2 separate regions of the Zea mays genome follow, and region 2 is linked to region 1. Evidence: chromatin contacts called from public Hi-C data. All regions are on one chromosome and are shown on one strand. Each heading gives the region's core, a stretch centred on a gene start, on an enhancer-like site or on the middle of the called end of the contact. The rest is flanking DNA. Distances are from core to core; before and after follow the strand shown. Region 1 holds the start of LOC100285311 (plant-specific domain TIGR01570 family protein). Region 2 holds the start of LOC100384518.

Region 1 (3,668 bases), core at 498-2,997:
TCCATCACTGCTCATATGAATCCTGCCATATTCACGGATGATAGAGGTGGTACCATTTCCTTCCAAATGAAAATCCAAGTATATAGCTGTAATAAAAGGATGCTGACTATTTTACGTGCTGAACTAGAGCGTCAGACATCATCTCGCAGATTTACTGTGTGGATAGTAGTATCGTAACCTTTTCTTTAGAACACGAAGTAAATCTCAGAAACGGCCCACGTAAAGCTACGGCCAGTAGAAATGTTGTTTGTACATACGGTCTGTGTGGCTATGGCCCATGATGGGCCCCCGCTATCGGCACAAGCGGTCGCCATTCAGGACTGCTGCCTACAGTAAGGGGTCGTCTTCGAAAATATTGCTTTTCTTAGAAACGCATGTTCGATGGCTACTCTACTAATGTTCCCACAATGTCTGGCCTATTGTTTTTCAAATGAACTTCACACATAGCCGTGTGCATCTATTCATTTTGTTATCTCTTCTATTATATGGCTTCGAGAATACTAGCGTTTAATCTCTTGGCACATAGTTGGGCGAATGGATAGAGATAAAGATCGTTACGTGTCAAAGGTAAAGCAACTGTGCATCTACATTATATTATTTTTTTCCTCAAGAACACATGAAGCTTGAGCATTTTTTCTTTGTACATAGAAATCAACCGAATGAAGTACCGCTCTCTTTCATATATAATAATGTTCTTGCTACTCCGCTAAGAACAATATGCACCCCGGATTTGATCTCAGCACGATTCACAAAATCAATTATCTAACATGGAGATATACATCAGTTAGATTACAAACTCGATCTATGGACAGTTTCATAGAACACATCTGCTGTGTGCAACAAGGCACAAGGGTGTGTGTAAAAAACAATATAGCACCCTATTATATTTATATATATTTATGCTGTAGCAGTAATAATATGACGGTTTATTCATTTCATCCTTACTAGGAAAATGCTCAGCTCCGGCGCGCCGCCGGCGCCTCCACCGCCCCCGTTATTATCGGCGCCGTTCCCGCCCTCCTCGGGGTTGATCATGTAGAAGGCCTCCGAGTCCTTGGATCCGACGACGCGCTCGACGCGGGCGCGCACGTACGTGAGCTCCCCGTCGGGCCCCGCGGGCACGCCGCCCTCCTTCTCGGGGGCGGCCGGGAGCACGCCGGCGCCCATGGACACGCCGCGCAGGAGGCGCAGCACGTGGCGCTCGTCGTCGGAGGCCTCCTTCCTGCGGATGGAGTATCCGGCCTTGCGGCCGTTGCAGTAGACGGCCCAGACGTACTCCTCCACGAGGCGGCGGCGCGCGCTGCGGGTGTCGCTCTCCAGCGCCAGCTTGAGCGCCCCGGACGAGATCTCCCGGTGCAGCGCGCTCGTCAGCATGGGCAGCTCGATGAGGAACAGCGGCGGCGCGCGCGTGTCCTCGTGGATGGCCAGGCTCACGCGGCCCCGGCGCGGCCCGAACAGCGTCACCGTCGTCGCGTGGTCGGCCAGCAGCGCCCGGTTGTTGTGCTTGCCCAGCAGCGCCACCATCTTGCACCCGGACGAGAGCATGGGCATGAGCTTGAACATCTTGAAGATGCCCCCGCCGCCGCCGCCGCTGTCCGAGATCTTGGTCCGGCGCCCGTTGGTGGACGGCCGGAGCAGCGCCCGGAAAGTGGGGCCGTCGATGAAAGACGGCATTGGAGAGGGAGGTCGATCGAGCTCTGGTGCTGTGGTGCTGGAGCTGCGCAGCGCAGGCGCAGCACGGTCTTATTACTTTTCTCTGAAGCAAAGGGGGCTCTTCTCGTTGGGATATATACATAACACGCGTCAGGAGAACGACGGGACAGGAAAAGAAGTTGGTCGTCTCGTCGTTCGGCTGTTCATTGACTGTTTGGGACGATACGATACCCATGATCGTGCTTCTGCTTGCTTTGGATTGTTGTACGATGGATTATGTACTGAGATGGGAACGAATGGAGATAATAACAGTGCTGATGGTGTATACCAAAAACAAATCTGTTCGGATATCCTCGTCCGCATATGATGATCATGTCAAAACCCAAATCCGCTTCGGCTTCAACCTGACGAGTCTCACTCTGTCACTGAAGCCAAGGGTTGATGGTGGCCAACACTCATGTAAAAAAGCATGGAAACACGTCATGTTAGGCCTTGTTCGATTAATCCTATTATTTATGGATTGGACGGGATTGGAAAAAATTAAGAAGAAGTTTAACTTATTTGGGATTTAAACCCACCCAATTCTACTCAATCCACATGGATTGAGAGCTAACCGAACAAACCCTTAATAAGCGGACATTCGAGTTGATGGCAGGGGGACAGGGGATCGATGGTGATACGCACGAAAGAGGCGAAGAAGGGCCACTTGGGGTGGGGTGCTGCTGGCAGGTGGCAGGATAGGATAGAAGAACATGGTTGCTGTTCTGGTTCGGCATCTGTCCCTCGATTCGTTCATCCATAGTACTACTACATTGCCCCTCAATGTTGCCGTCGTGGGCTCTGTTTCAGTTCACCTCATCCCAAACAGCCTATAGCCAGAGCTATTCAAGATTTTTATTTCTCTTAGGAAACTAAGTATGATGAGGAGTCATTCATCAGTTTCAACTGCTACAAAAAAAAACCTGTTTACTATGCATGGGATGAAGTGAGTTTCATGTGATGAAACTTCTCCGCACCGTTTCCAACACCGAAAAGTCTTACAAACGTTTGGAATTAAGTATGATCTGTATATTTTGTGAAAAAATACTAAATAAAATAGTTTCTTGCGTTTTCTAATTGAATGACGCACGAAATGCAGACGAATTATTCAATCATGCGCGTGCATAATTCCCTCCAGTACAATAATTTGACGATATCACCATCCTTTGTTATTAGCGAGCGAGGCATCACGTTGCGTAGTGATTTAGCAAGCTCAGCGCGATGCAGATATCACGCATGGGCCGCGGAGTTCTTCGCCTATCCATGGCGGCGCGGCGCGGCGCCGGCCGCCGCGGGATCCGTACAGTGAGCAGGCAAATTATTGGGGGGATCGGAGTTCCACTGGGTGCGGCTGTGTGTTTGTGGGTGTGGATGCCGCGTGCACATGGCGTGTTCTCCATGGATGGATACGGTCATACGGATCGATAGCAGACAGCCCCGGGGTGCGAACGCTGTTTCAGGCTGTCATTTTAGATATAAAATTAAAGATAATGCACATGTGTAACAAGATATAAAGATGGAGGTGAAAGGATTTGTTTACGATCACTACCGTAATTTGGCTCTTTGCCGAGTGCCATATTCTTTGTCAAGTGTTTTTTTCGGACACTCGGCAAAGTAGTTCTTTGTCGAGCGCTACGCAAAAAACCCTCGGTAAAAGAAAACACTCGGCAAATAAGCTCTTTACCGAGTGTTTTATTTTTGACACTCGGCAAAGAGTTTCTTTACCGAGTGTCTTTTTTTGACACTCGGCAAAGACCCTTTGTCGAGTGTCACAAATACAACACTCGGCAAATAGCTCTTTGTCGAGTGTTTTTTCTCCAACACTAGGCAAAGACAATTTAAAAATCACATTTTAAAGTAGTAAATTAATTCAAATGAAAAAGTTTTTAACTACAAATTCGTATAACTCATCATGATATACAATTTATATATTGAACATTTCTTCATATAACAAAATAAAAATAAATTTGTTCATA
Region 2 (3,668 bases), core at 297-2,796, 250 kb before region 1:
CACACCACAAATAGTACCCGTCAGCAACTTTGACTTTAACAGGTCTGACCAAATTCTGCACCCCTTTCACTACTTCCATCAGATGGGTACCCATAAAACTAGCCGAGCTACCAGAATCCACCAATACGAGCACCTGTTGACAGTGAATCGAGGCCCATAACCGAATAGTCCTGTTGTTTTCACTACCATTTACTGCCGCCGTAGACAACGCCAACACTGCCTCCTCGTTCTCAGTTTCATAATGCTCATCCTTTGGATCAGTGTCCCCTTCCTCCTTTCCCTGGTCAGTCACAGCCCACATCTCCTCCACCACATGAAGAGGAACACTGTTAGAGCAATGGTGATTATAATTCCACTTTTCACCACATTTAAAACATAAGCCCTTGGCTCTTCTGTAGGACTTCAAGGCAGCAAGTTTCTGATCCTCCGTCCTTCCATCGCTCCCAGACGGCCTACGACGATCTTCTGACAAGGGATGGATCCGACTTGTGGTAACTGATACTTGATGTCCAGCCATGGTCGCAGTCTTCATGGAGGGATTGGAGGGTCTAGTATAACCACCCAATTCCACTCTCCTGCCTTCCTTCCGATTGGGTTGTGTCAACATATCCTCCTGTAATAGAGCTAGCGAACAGGCTGTGTCCAGATCGGCTGGGCGTTGAATGGCCACCACAGCCCGTATACCATCCTTTAAACCATCCACAAATCTGGAAGTGATCATCATTGGCGTCAACTGGCTTTCATGGGCTAGTAGTTGATGTAACAGCATGTCAAACTGTTCCACATATTCCACCACTGAGTTCTGCTGGTATATGTGATAGAAGTGTCGAATCAAGGTACCATGTTGATCCCTTCCAAATCTGTTATACAATCCAGAACAGAATTCATCCCACTTCATGTATCTAAGCCGATGTTCTACAGATTGTAACCAGAATAAACCCGCACCCTCAAAATGCATGATGGCCAACCGAATCCACATGGGACGAGCAACAGAATAGAAATCAAAGTAGGTTTCACACCGCGTTCTCCACAGCTTAGGGTTGGATCCATCAAAAACAGGGAAACTCATACTAGGTATACCCGATCCGGACCCATGTGACCAGTCGCCAAAGGAATGGTTTCCAGCAGCCTCGAATCTGAAAGAGTTGGAGTTCCAGGGCGAGTTCATACCTCCATGCGAGAATTGGGTCCGCCCTTCTTCACGACGAAACTCCAAATTCGAAGAATCAGATGGTGGCGGCTTCAGAAATCCGTCTTCTCCTTCTTCTTCCTGTCTCGACCCGAAACCGAGCGGCTTCTTCTCCATCTTTCCCATCTGGATCTGGATCGCCTTTAGAGCATCAGAAATCTCCGTCACTTTCGCTTCCACCTCCGGTTTCCACTTCTGAAGATCTCCCTGCTCCGTCATCACCACCTTGACCGCCGCCTCCATATTTCCCACCGCCCCCTGAATCGCCTCCATGCGTCGGTGAGTCTCCTTGTTTCCCTCCTCGATCTTCGCCAGAAGCTGGGACAAAGGATCGTCCGTCTTCGCTGGCGCCATGCCGCCCAACTTCGATTGCGATCTCGTCCAGTACCCGTGTGGAGGATCCAGTATTGGCTCTGGTACCAAATGTGAACAACACCCGTGGTTCACGCCAGGAATTTCTCTGGTATCTATTCCTTTCTTGCCGACTCGACAATAACATGTTCCAGACTGAGTTTAGAAACGATTACAATATTATTTATACCGGCACACCTGCCCTCATCAATACGTATAACTCCGTATACCTATACGCGCCACTCTGCACCGATGTACTTGGTATTTGGCTTTGGTACACGACGGCTGCGCGGGCTCTGATTGTCTTCCTTGACTCCCTCTGTCTGTGCCTTCTGTTGCACTGCTTGAGTCCGCTCCTCTGCATGGTCCATGTGATCTGCTCTGCTGACAGGTGCGCCTTCGACACTTTCTGGTACTGCCAGTAGATCCCATACCTCCTCGATGGCATGTAACTGTACCGTGCTGGCACATTTGTGACCGGGAAACCATTTCTCCGCACAGCGGTCGCACAAACTGCGAGCACGATGATAGCTTTTGAGCGATGCTACACGATCAGCTGGTGAAGATGCACGACTGAAGTCACCAGTCGTTTTGTCAGTGGATTGATTTTGTCCGCCTGGTTGTTCCTTCTTGCTGAATTCAGACGACGCCATATGCGGCCAAGCCATCCGGTTGGAGAAAGGCTCAGCACGCTGACGCCGAGATGACTCCAGCGCCTCTTCCTGCACAAGGGCGAGTGCACAAGCAGCATCGAGATTTGGAGGTCTTTGTACCATTATAACAATTTTAATATCATGTTTGAGACCATCGATAAATCGCATTGTGTAGTACAAGGGATCAGTATGCGACTCATATGCAGCTAACTCATCTATCAAGGATGCAAACTGTTCAACGTAGTCTGAAACAGACCCTGTCTAACTAATATGGAAGAGCTGACGAATCAAGGATTCATGTTGTTCACGAGCTGGATGGGCTTGGCCAGCATCGCCTTTGACCCCTCCCCCATTGTTGTCGCTCGGGGTTGCAGGCGAATTTTGGGCGGAGAACGTGCTACGTCTGGACCGCCGGTGTGGAGGCACGCAATGTTGTCCCAGACCATGCCGAGCACGAGCTCGTTCTGCGCGATGTTGGGGAGCCCTCGCAGGTCGCCGTCGTCGTCCTGTGGGGACGAGACGCGGATGAGCCAGGCGATGTCCTCGAGCGCGGTGTCGAGCAGGGCGAGGGTGCGCGGGAGCCCGGACACCGGGTTGAGCGTGAAGAAGCGGCGGAGGCGGGAGTGGCTCTGGAAGCAACACGCGGCCATGCCCGCGGCCTTGTGGAGCGCTCGCTCCGTGTCGGCCATGACGCACGGCGGGGCGCTCGTACGGCTCGACCCGCGCCGCCTGCCGCCTACCGCAGGAGCTCGGCGAGCTTCATGGCGCGAGACCGTAGCTCCGTGCAGTCTGCCCTGAGGCACTGCCAGCCCGCCTGCTGCGCCACTTGGTCCGCGAGCTGGATGGGCTTGGCCAGCATCGCCTTCGACCCCTCCTCCATCGTCGTCGCTCAGGGTTGCAGGCGAATTTTGGGCGGAGAGTGTGCTGCGTCTGGGCAATCGGCAGGATATGTCGATCACCCCCCACGAACTGAACTTTAAATCGGGGGCTATAGCTCCCGCGGTGTTGGTACGGCGCAGAGGGGCAGAGGGGCCAAGACGACGACAGGGAAATGCAAGGAAAAATCCCACCACTAACGAACCGTCGCACGCCCAGCAAGGCCAAGGCGCCGGGCGCGTGGGTTCTTAAGCTGCTTGCTTGGCTTTGGTGTGGCCGCCGGTGTGCTATGGGTTGTGGCGTTGCCATCTTGGGTTTCGTTGCTTGGCGAGCACGGATGAGGATCGAGGAGCGCTTGGGGCAGGTGGGTCAATCAGTCGTGCGACCGGGTACATAAATTATCATGATATTATATGTTCCCGTTGCAACGCACGGGCAGCCACCTAGTGAGTAAAGAGGAAAGAAAATAAAGCTATATCTTTAAGATTATTTCCTATGGTATCATACTCAATTAATATATGCAGTAGGGAAGCAGACGGCGCTCGGTTGTCTCCACGCTGGGCGACGAGCGCCCCTCAAAACCCTAGCCACCGCCTAGC

What was found. Hi-C and Micro-C count contacts between places; a contact is called where the count stands out from the background.
Region 2: a Hi-C map of ear shows a contact between it and region 1, with 2.5 times the contacts expected there. The contact joins the promoter of LOC100384518 here to the promoter of LOC100285311 in region 1. A contact is called at or near these places in 3 of 25 Hi-C or Micro-C datasets (ear, leaf and tassel).

The regions. Positions count from the first base shown.
Region 1 is chr7:132,658,172-132,661,839 of Zm-B73-REFERENCE-NAM-5.0, reverse strand. It overlaps LOC100285311 (plant-specific domain TIGR01570 family protein), which reads right to left and starts at 1,747. Exons shown (of 1, transcript NM_001158204.2): 1 at 652-1,747. The coding sequence starts at 1,674. The coding sequence ends at 931.
Region 2 is chr7:132,903,111-132,906,778 of Zm-B73-REFERENCE-NAM-5.0, reverse strand. It overlaps LOC100384518, which reads right to left and starts at 1,546. Exons shown (of 2, transcript NM_001177040.1): 1 at 1,171-1,546. The coding sequence starts at 1,543. It also overlaps the pseudogene LOC103634167.